Regions from separate parts of the Cricetulus griseus genome. Here region 2 is linked to region 1. The links are chromatin contacts, called in public Micro-C maps. All regions are on one chromosome and are shown on one strand. Each heading gives the region's core, a stretch centred on a gene start, on an enhancer-like site or on the middle of the called end of the contact. The rest is flanking DNA. Distances are from core to core; before and after follow the strand shown. Region 1 holds the start of Ssbp3 (single-stranded DNA-binding protein 3). Region 2 has its middle 25 kb from the start of Acot11.

Region 1 (5,449 bases), core at 890-3,389:
GGCGCCAGAGCCCCGGGGCTGCGAGGGCATGGCCAGCTCGAGAGTGCCTGACTGTGGGCCCCCCGAAGGGCAGCGCCTTCCCTCCCCCAAGACCCAACTGGTCCTCGTAATCCGCGGGCCCTGCAGACACCAGTGAGTCAGGCATCTTGTGAGTCAGTGTGTTGACAAGCCATCCCTGGCCATTCCTAGCCCATCAAAAATGCAAGGAAGTCCAAAGGAAGGGTATGAACAGACCGATTTAATTAGCGCGGGCTCTAAGGTACCTTAAGTTGGCCCTATTAAATTAAACCGCCTAGGGGAAAAATAACTGTAATTATTTCCTTTTTCCCCCCTACCATTGTATTTCAACTCCCAACCTCCGTGCTTCTCCCCTCTTTGACAAAACAACCTTTAAACTAGGGGCTGGCACAGACATCCCCAAACTAAGGTTCAGTGTTTCTTTTTTCCTGCCCTTCTTCCGTCTGAGCTCTGGTTCCTAGTAGAGAGCAGAGTCCAGAGGGGTCCACGGTGTTAGGCTGTATTCTAATTTAGGGAGGCTGTTAACAAGAGCAGAACATTATTCCAAAAACACACACGGAGTCTCCTTCCTGAACCAGTGCAGATCCGTTTGCTGCGGGGCATTTCTTTTAAAAGCCCCCTTTCTCTCTTTTGTAGAGCAAAATAAGCAAACTTTAATGGTAGGGAATTATTGTTTATTTTGTTGAAATCTAGTCCTGAGTTTTCCTACTTGAAACGTGTTTTCCCCAGGACACTGACCTATCCTTTAATTGTTTGGTGCGAGGCATGTTAGGGGGAGGGGCGTTACTTGTTTATTGGAACAGCGCAGTTAAAAAAAAAAAATCAACCTAGGCTAACAGTTTCAAGGCTCCCCTAAAGATGTATCCAAACAGGCAGCCAATCAGCGCTTACACAGCTTTTTCTGCTTGACTCTTTTAAAGAGACAGTGCCGACAGTGTTTTATCACATTTAAAGAGAACCGCGCTCTGAAAACAGTATGAAAATGGGGGAGCCATCCCTATTTCACCAGTTTCTGATCTGGAGTCCTCAATGAGGGTACGCTGCAGGGTTTTTGGGGTCCTCGATTGGACAGAAAGGAGTCGGTAGCAAAAAGCTTGGTCACTCTGCCAACCCCCCATTTCCCATTGTACACCTGGGTCATTGACAATGGACGCTTCCCCTCCCCCCACTCTGGTCCCCCCTACTCCCCAATTTAGCTCCATTTATTTGAAGTTTGAGATTTCTGCGGTGCGCATTCTGAGTCGCGAGGCGTCCAGGTGACGTCCCTCACCCAAACGGAACCAGTGCCCGCGGAGAAGACGAGGGGGGCTAACTTGCCAGGGTTGGCACACCTCAGAAATTTTGGGAGAAATCACTCTGCCTCCTTCTAGTCTAAAACCCCCTTTCCTCTCCCGAGGCTCGCCCGGAGCACGCCAAGGGCCATTTTCGCGCGGATCCACTTTGGGGTTTCCCAAAGTATTTTAACGATCTAGTAAAGAAGCAGCCGTGCGATTTGGCGCCAGCTTCGGCCGCCCAGCTCCGCGTGCAGTCCTGGCTCGGGCTCGGGCTCAGGGAGCCGGGCTGGGCGCAGGCAGCCCAGGGTGGGGCGGGGAGCTGGGCCGGCCGGGGTCCTGGCCCGCGGAGGGCAAGATCAGCGCGGGGAGGGCGGGGGCGCCGGGGACCAGGGCGACGCGGAAAGGGGCGCGCGGGCCAGCCGGGTCCGCGCCTCCCTCGCGGCTACTGCCGCATCGCCCAGTCCCCGCGGCGCCGGCCGGGTGCTCCGGTCCAGGCCCGAGCCCCTCACGCCGCCGCCGCCCCCCCAGCGCCAGGGCTCGCCCTCCGCTCCCCTGGCCAGCGCACGAGCGGGCAGCGGCTCACGGAGGAGGCGCAGCGGGACTGGCGCGGCCGCGCTGACAGGCGTCCCTCCCGGCCTCCGGGCCCGCCCCCGCGCGCCGATTGGCCGTCGCGCCGTCCGTCGCGGGGCGTGGACGCCCGCCGCGCTCCTGCCGGGGCAGCCACTTCGGTTGAGCTCCAAGTAGACCAGCGGCGGCGGCGACGGCAGCGGCAGCGGTGCTGAAGGCGCAGAGGGCGGCGCAGGCGGAGCCGGGCGGCGCGGCGGGCGCGCGGGCCACGAGCAGCGAGCAAGCGGCTGGCAGGCTTCGGGCGGGCGGCGGCACAGCTCAGGCCGAGCCGGCGCGGGAGGAGTTCCAAGGCGATGGGGCCGCGGCCGGGGCTGACGCTTTGACAGCTGGAAAGAGCGCGGAGCCAGCGCCGGGGAGGGAGGGAGCGCGGCGAGCGGAGCGCGAGCGAGCGGGCGATCGCCGGGAGGGGGCCGGGAGCAGGGCAGCTCGGGAGACCGGACGGTAGCGGCGGCGGCGGCGGCGGGCTCGGAGCCCTCTTCTCTGCAAGCCATGTTTGCCAAAGGCAAAGGCTCGGCGGTGCCCTCGGACGGGCAGGCTCGGGAAAAGTAAGCAAGCCTCTCGCGAGTGGGGCCGCGCCGCGGGCGGCGGGAGGCAGGTGGGCGCGGGGGTCGCGCTGCCTTGGGCCCTGGGTCTCTGCCCCGCGGCGGCAGCAGCGGCGGCGTGGAGAGCCCATTGTTGGGTGCCGGCGGAGGCTGGGGCACCCTGAAGGGGCGGCAGGGCAGCGGCGGGCGAGGGTAGTTGGTAGGCGCGCAGCGGAGCGGACGCGGGGGCCCGCGACGAGGGTGGGCGAGGTCCCCCTGTGAGCCGGTGCGCTCGGCCGGCTGGGCGCGGGGGCTCCACTTTGCCCACCGAGTGCGGGCAGGGGGCGCGTGGCTTTCTGCAGCCCCGAAGGCTCCTTTTGTCCGCCCGCGGCGTGAGAAGTGCGTGCCGGGGGCTTTGTTCGCCCAGGAGCGCTCTCCCTTCCCAGCCAGCGGCCTTGCCGCCAGCCCGGTGCGCTCCGGGGCGCCGGGCCGGGCCGGGCTGGGCTGGGCAGGCGGCGCCGGCCTGGCCCCAGGCTTGGGGGACAGTTGTTTCGGGGGGAGATGCTGAGGGCGGCGCTTTGCTGCCCTCTCCAGAGCGCGCCAAGTACCGGGACTGGGGTTGAGTCTGCCCGGACCCCGAAGCAGGGCTACGGCAGCGAGCTCAAGTGGGCTGGGAGAAGGAGAGCCGCTCTGGACTCTTGTGCCTTTCGAGTTTGTGAGACCTAGATGGGTTTGGTCCCAGTGGCACTTGGAACTTCAAGTTTGGGGGACGGTTTTCCAGCTCCCGCCGCTTTGGGCAGTTTGTCTATGGTACCCACCCACTCATTAGCTGTTCTGACCCGGATCCTGTCTGGGGTGATAGGTGCTCTTCTCTTGTCATGGCCACAATGGGATGGCACAGACCGGGCTCAGAGTCGACTGGCAAGGTCCAGAGCGAGCCTCAGTGTGGTCTGACCCTTTTCTCTCTCTCTCTGCCCCTACTCACTTTCCAGGTTAGCTTTATACGTCTACGAATATTTACTGCACGTAGGAGCACAGAAATCTGCACAGACCTTCTTATCAGAGGTGAGTGGGACTCTCAGCATCCAGTTTCTTGACACCCCCCTCCTCCCCACTATTCTTAGAGCCTTTGTTTTCAGGAGCAGCCACTGTGGCCACCATTTTGAATTTTTATCACCTTTTGGCATTTATTGTTAGTTGGTCTTCACAGCCTTTTGGCTGAGGAAGGCCCTGCAGCCCCCTGCTTTCTGCCCCTCTAAGCTGCCTCTGCCCCCTCTTTTCTAGATTCGATGGGAAAAAAACATCACACTGGGAGAACCTCCTGGGTTTCTGCACTCGTGGTGGTGGTAAGTTTGTGTGATAGTTTTTTTGTGTGTGTGTTTTGTTCTGTGGCCCTGGTCCTAGTGAACAAAGACAGGGGCTCTGGAGCGAGCAGGCCCTCTACCCTTAGCCTCTGCTTTCCCCGGAGCAGGGCACCTCTGGGTGCTCTGATTAGGTTTGGCGAGGAAGAACGGGCAGAAAGCAGAAGAGGCTGCAGCCCGAAGTTTTTGCTGGTGTTTCTCTGCCTGTGGGGAACTGATTTGAATTTTGCTATGCCAGGGTAGAACCGGCTTACTTTTCCGACTCACTCTGGGGCGCTAGGCAGGGGGCTCGGAAAGAGTTACAAGGGTTTTTGTCAATCCTGCATGCTGCTTTAATTAGAGGAGTGGGGGCAGGGCCGGTGGAGGGGACACCAGGTCTGTTCTGCAACTGGCCTGTCCCTTATGTTTTCTTCCATAAACGCCAAATCTTAGGAGACATATACTGGGCCTTTTCCAGGGACCCTGAGAAAAGCAAGAAGGCCCGTACTTCCTGTAGAGACACTGATTCAGACTGACTGGACCTTCCTTTCCTCTGCCTCCCCACCCCCCAGCATCCCTGCAACCACAAAGCCGTATTTTACCAGGAACCTTAACCAGCCAGAGGTGGCCTGGCAGGATGCCTGCAGCTTGTTGGGGGCTGGCTCTCCTTATCTGTGACCCTCCCTCCAGGCCTCAGCAGCCTGTGATCTTCTACAGGCAGGAGGGAAGCTTCATGTCAAAGCCTTAAGCAAGTTGTCATGAGTGTGTGACCTGGGTGTTTTGTGGGACTGATTGGTGGAGTCTTTCGAATCCTTTTGAAAAGGAAAAGGAGGCAGATGGCTTTAGACATTTTGGTATAGTTGAGGCAAATGCAGTGTTGTTGGGATGTTAACATTTACCTGACTGCCAGCTCAGGTTACTGTTTGGAGTCTCTTTGAACAGCGGGAGGATGAAGTGTCTGTTCTAACTTGTGCAGAGAAAATGAGTTTTTAATGACTTCTGCCAACCTCCCAACTGCCTGGTCGGAGGAGGCGGCTGGTGTGGTGCAAGGATCCCCCCTGCGGGAGTGGGTGATAGGTTGGCTGCGGCTGATTTTGGAGGTGAGTGTAGATGGGATCAGCAAGTCTGATTGCCCTGGATCTTGTAGGAACTTGGGCTTGTGAGTGAAAGTTATTTTGAAGTTGTTGGGAATTTGGCATTTTGAAGTCTTTGCTGTGTGTAGTCCTGGGGGGGGGGGGATAATGGTCCGCAGCCTCCTTCTGCAGCTGTGTAAGACCTGGTTTTCCTGTTGCTCCTGGTGTCTATTCTTGTTCTAGGAATGGAAGGCCAGTTGTACTGAGGGCTCAGGTTGTGGTGGCTGTGAGTAGTTGTCTGGTTTGTTAGAATTTTCACCCTGTGTGTGACTTGACACTGAACAAATGCTGGCTGTTTTCTGGGCCTCCAGGAGAGAGCGGATCAGATTGGATGGGGTGGATTTTGTTATAGGCACACCTTGAGGGTGGTTCTTGTCTGGTGACAATGGAGTGCGATGTGATGGGACTGGCAGGACTGCCCCACAAATCAGATCAGACCTCAGTTCCAGTGCCCACTGTGCCCTTCAAGCCAGTTCTGGCTGGGCCTTGGCTCTGGTATAGAGCATTTCCAAGACCCTGCGTCAGCACACGACTTG
Region 2 (5,449 bases), core at 1,232-3,731, 81 kb before region 1:
CAGCCACAGACCTCACCTGCAACCCTTAGCCCTGCAGCCACAGACCTCACCTGCAACCCTTAGCCCTGCACCCACAGACCTCACCTGCAACCCTTAGCCCTACACCCACAGACCTCACCTGCAACCCTTAGCCCTACACCCACAGACCTCACCTGCAACCCTTAGCCCTACACCCACAGACCTCACCTGCAACCCTTAGCCCTGCACCCACAGACCTCACCTGCAACCCTTAGCCCTGCACCCACAGACCTCACCTGCAGCCCTAGCTCTGCACCCAAAGACCTCACCTGCAGCTCTAGCTCTGTACCCACAGACCTCACCTGCAACCCTTAGCCCTACACCCACAGACCTCACCTGCAACCCTTAGCCCTGCACCCATAGACCTCATCTGCAGCTCTAGCTCTGTACCCACAGACCTCACCTGCAACCCTTAGCCCTGCACCCACAGACCTCACCTGCAGCTCTAGCTCTGTACCCACAGACCTCACCTGCAACCCTTAGCCCTGCACCCACAGACCTCACCTGCAGCCCTAGCTCTGCACCCAAAGACCTCACCTGCAGCTCTAGCTCTGTACCCACAGACCTCACCTGCAACCCTTAGCCCTACACCCACAGACCTCACCTGCAACCCTTAGCCCTGCACCCACAGACCTCACCTGCAACCCTTAGCCCTGCACCCACAGACCTCACCTGCAGCCCTAGCTCTGCACCCAAAGACCTCACCTGCAGCTCTAGCTCTGTACCCACAGACCTCACCTGCAACCCTTAGCCCTACACCCACAGACCTCACCTGCAACCCTTAGCCCTACACCCACAGACCTCACCTGCAACCCTTAGCCCTGCACCCATAGACCTCATCTGCAGCTCTAGCTCTGTACCCACAGACCTCACCTGCAACCCTTAGCCCTGCACCCACAGACCTCACCTGCAGCTCTAGCTCTGCACCCACAGACCTCACCTGCAACCCTTAGCCCTGCACCCACAGACCTCACCTGCAACCCTTAGCCCTACACCCACAGACCTCACCTGCAACCCTTAGCCCTGCACCCACAGACCTCACCTGCAGCCCTAGCTCTGCACCCAAAGACCTCACCTGCAGCTCTAGCTCTGTACCCACAGACCTCACCTGCAACCCTTAGCCCTACACCCACAGACCTCACCTGCAACCCTTAGCCCTGCACCCACAGACCTCACCTGCAACCCTTAGCCCTGCACCCACAGACCTCACCTGCAGCCCTAGCTCTGCACCCAAAGACCTCACCTGCAGCTCTAGCTCTGTACCCACAGACCTCACCTGCAACCCTTAGCCCTACACCCACAGACCTCACCTGCAACCCTTAGCCCTACACCCACAGACCTCACCTGCAACCCTTAGCCCTGCACCCATAGACCTCATCTGCAGCTCTAGCTCTGTACCCACAGACCTCACCTGCAACCCTTAGCCCTGCACCCATAGACCTCATCTGCAGCTCTAGCTCTGTACCCACAGACCTCACCTGCAACCCTTAGCCCTGCACCCACAGACCTCACCTGCAGCTCTAGCTCTGTACCCACAGACCTCACCTGCAACCCTTAGCCCTGCACCCACAGACCTCACCTGCAGCCACAGCTCTCTGTTCATTACTATGAACAAGGCTTTGTTTTCCTCATTCTGTCAGAGAAGGTACTTGGTATTTTGCTAGTTTGGCCGTACCAGAAGATCATGTTGAAATCTAATCCCGGTTGTGAGGCACTAAGAGAGTGGCATTTTAACCAGGGATGCTGTTTCAAGGCAGGCTTTGGGCCTACAAGATGGCTCACTGGGTAAAGGTGCTTGCCATATAAGCCTGACAACTGAGTGCAATCCCCAAGCCCCACAGGGTGGAAGGAAAGATCAGACTCATGCAGTGTTCTCTGACTTCCACATGTGTGGCACACAATATGCCCATACACAATAAATAGATGTAAGTTTAAAAATAAAGGTCAGTGGCTGGGCGGTGGTGGCACACGCCTTTAATGCCAGCACTCGGGAGGCAGAGGCAGGTGGATCTCTGAGTTCGAGACCAGCCTGGTCTACAAGAGCTAGTTCCAGGACAGCCTCCAAAGCCACAAAGAAACCCTGTCTCGAAAAACCAAAAATAAATAAATAAATAAATAAATAAATAAATAAAGGTCAGCATTGGGGAAGTGACTGGATTAGAAAAGTCCATCAGAATGGAACCCTATGGTCGAATCCTGATGGCTTTTGCAGACAGGAGAACACACAGAGACAGAGACAGAAACAGAGACAGAGACAAAGAGAGACTCTTACCACATGATGTCCTGCATCTTGGGACACTGCCAGCAGAAAAGCCATCCCCAAATGTGGTCTGTGACAGTAAACCAGAATGCAAACCAAAATAAACCCCTTCTCTTCTCATTCTCACCCAGTCTATGGTGCTGGGTTGTTGGCAACAGAAAACAGATTGAGACAACTCTCAAGAAGCCTGAGTTAGTCATACCATCGTGCCCTCCCAGGCATGAGTCAGGGGAACAGCATCTTCAACACTTGTAGTTTTAGGGCCATATCTTGATAAGCACCTTCTGGGTGACAGGCCTGGGCTCAGGAAAAGGAGCAACAAAGGACAAGGATGAAAGAATGAGTGGGTTCCTGGGAGAGAGAGAGGAAAGCATCGCATACCCTCTATGCAGACAGAAAAAACTTGTCATCAGTGAGAGAAGGTGAGGCCTGTGGATGCAGAATTCAGAACTACAGGTGATCACTCACGAGACAGAGGCAGGTGGATCCCCAGCTTGGTCTACAAATCGAATTCCAGGACAGCCAAGGCTGTTGCACAGAGAAACAACCTACAGGGGCGGTGGTGCACACCCTTGATCCCAGCACTTGGAAGGCAGAGGCAGGGCGATCTCTGTGAGTTTGAGGCCATACTGATCTACAGAGTGAGTTCCAGGACAGCCAGGGCTACAAGAAGAAACCCTGTCTCAAAACAATACAAAAAGAAAAAGAAAAACTACAGGTGAGATCTCGAGGTGCAGGGCTAAGACCTGCAGGTGAGACCTGTGGATGCAGGTGAGGCCTGTGGGTGGGTACAGGGTGCCATCTCTCAGTGCTTCTGTCCCAGGCATTGTCAGCTCAATTGCCCAGAAGGTCTGCCCTAGTGTCTGCGGGTGCTGACACAGTACAGAGCTTCACAAGCACTGTCTCTAAACTCCACAGAGCCTCACAAACCAGTCTTCATCACCATTTTAAAATGGCAAACAGTCCACCTCTAGAAGGTAACTGGGATGGGATTTGAACCTAAATGAGTCGGAATGCAAGGGCCTTATCAGTCACAACAAGCCACAGAAATCCAACCAAGGAAGCTAACCAGGCAGGAGGGGCAGGCAGACTGAGGCTCAGCAGCATGAGATGTGGATGAGGGTCACTCAGAGATGGGCGACAGCGCGTCCTCTGAAGCCCCATGATATGGACGGATCTGGCAGGAGGGAGCAGGGAGAAAGGCGGGGTCGTTCGCAGGCTGCAGAGCGATGGCTCCCCCTCCACCTCTCCAGGAGATCGCCCGCCCAGGCTTTGCAAGTCACCCCTCCCCAGAAGCACAGACCGCACCCCCACAGACACCCCCTCGCCCGCCCGCCAGCCCAGCCTCCCTCCCGGAGCGGCCGGAAGCCGCAGTCGCTCTGCAGACACCCCCTGGTGGAAACAGCTCATTACGGGATGGAGAAAATGTGCTAGAACATTAGCTTAATAAATCAAACGCTCCCGCAGCAGCCAGCCGCCGCCGCTCGGCTAGGCGGGGCCGCGGCGCCCACGCCCGCTGGGCCGGGTGGCGGGGGTAGGCGCCCGTCGCAGCTCCCTCCTGCCTGGCGGAGCGAGGCAGGCACCCCACACACACACACCCTCCCGCTCCAAGCCCATCTAAGTCCTAGACTTCTTGGTTTGACTCCTGACACTGGCCTGTGACTAGATGCGGGTATCCCAGGAACCTCAGCCCTCCAGTGAAGCAAAGCAGACCCTTCACTGGGGGCCAACCAAGGGCCTGTGCCCTCTAATTCACAGCAGCCTGTGAGATGCACGCTGCCTTCCCCTTTTTTTCAGAACGATGATGCAGGCAGCCTGTGGTTACTTCCAGCCTGGCCTCCTCTCTGCCCTTCAGCTCCAGCTTGACCACACACACACACACACACACACACAAGACACACACACAAGACACACACACACACACACACACACAGACACACACACAAGACACACACACACACACACACACACACACACACACACACACACACACACACACACACACACACAGCTGGGCAGAAGACAAGCTCACCTCACCCAGTGCCTATCGGGCTGGCCATTCTCTAGACTCTGGAATTGACAGAGGTGGGCAGGAAGTTGCTCAGGGCCCGAACCGGCTGGGTTTCTGCACTGGTTGCTCAGGGGACCACTGCTGAACATGAGCCCTCCCTCCCAGCTTCTGTTCCCACCTTCTTGGAGAGTTGGCCTAGATGGCCTCTCTCTTCCAGTCCTGGCTTCTCTTCCAGCACTGGGCACCTGGGGAACAGACCTCTGACCTCCACTGCCTCAGTTTCCCCCTGTGTACAAAGCTAGGCCCTCAAGATCCTAGAAGGTTCTGCTTGCTTCTGGCACCCTAGGCAGGGAGGGTTGAAGCTGCCAGGGCTCCTTGAGCAGGGAGAGCTAGTCTTCAGAGCCATTCCTCCCACTCTCTGGGGGTGGAGGGAGGGAGAGGAAAAAATTCAATTACCAGACCTTCTATTTGTCAACTCCTCCCTCCCCATTGACTTAATTTTCTTCAGCCAGACCTAGAGTCAGAGGAGGCATGAGTGAGCCTGCAGGCCTGGAGAGGGAGGGAGGAAGTAGGGAGGGAAGAGGGAGGGAGGGAAGGGGCCCCAAACAGATGTGAGGATGGGCCTATTGACACACCAAACCAGGAAGCCTCCGATGGGATAAGAAAAGGGAGAACTTAGTATGTGTGCAGGTGTTCTCTGGGTCCCCAGCCCTACCAAGGGACAGAGCACCTTCTCCAAGGACCCTTTCTGAACCTCCCAGGCTGGGCTGGACACACTTTAGTTCCCCAAACACCATGCCGACATGGCTCTGTTAGCTTTCACTCTATTATTAACCCCCACCCCCCACCCCCACCCCACCCCCGTGTGTGTGTGTGTGTGTGTGTGTGTGTGTGTGTGTGTGTGTACATGATGCGGGTGCTGTTTTAGATTCTTTTTATTTTTTATTCATTCATGTGTGTGTGTGTTTTTGGGTGAATGTATGCCACCTGTATGTGGGTGTCCCCAAAAGCCAGAAGAGGGCGTGGGCGCCCCTGGAGCTGAAGTCTCAGGCAGTCGTGAACCACCTCATGTGGGTGCAGGGAACTGAACTGAACCAAAGTCCTCTGGAAGAGCAACACATGCTCTTAACCACTGAGCCATCTCTTCGGCCACACGATAT

What was found. Hi-C and Micro-C count contacts between places; a contact is called where the count stands out from the background.
Region 2: a Micro-C map of the CHO-K1 cell line shows a contact between it and region 1, with 4 times the contacts expected there. The contact joins the enhancer-like site here to the promoter of Ssbp3 in region 1. A contact is called at or near these places in 6 of 8 Hi-C or Micro-C datasets (the CHK-Q cell line, the CHL-YN cell line, the CHO-K1 cell line and 2 more).

The regions. Positions count from the first base shown.
Region 1 is chr2:42,920,433-42,925,881 of CriGri-PICRH-1.0, reverse strand. It overlaps Ssbp3 (single-stranded DNA-binding protein 3), which reads left to right and starts at 2,139. Exons shown (of 16, transcript XM_027402359.2): 1 at 2,139-2,464; 2 at 3,433-3,505; 3 at 3,725-3,786. The coding sequence starts at 2,409.
Region 2 is chr2:43,001,428-43,006,876 of CriGri-PICRH-1.0, reverse strand. No RefSeq gene overlaps it. Among named protein-coding and RNA genes, the nearest start is that of Acot11, 25 kb to the left of the region's middle. Within about 2 kb of position 2,481, at least 3 of the 6 cell types and tissues checked have open chromatin away from gene starts, as enhancers often do. A contact at or near this core is called in the CHO-K1 cell line, where this site is marked.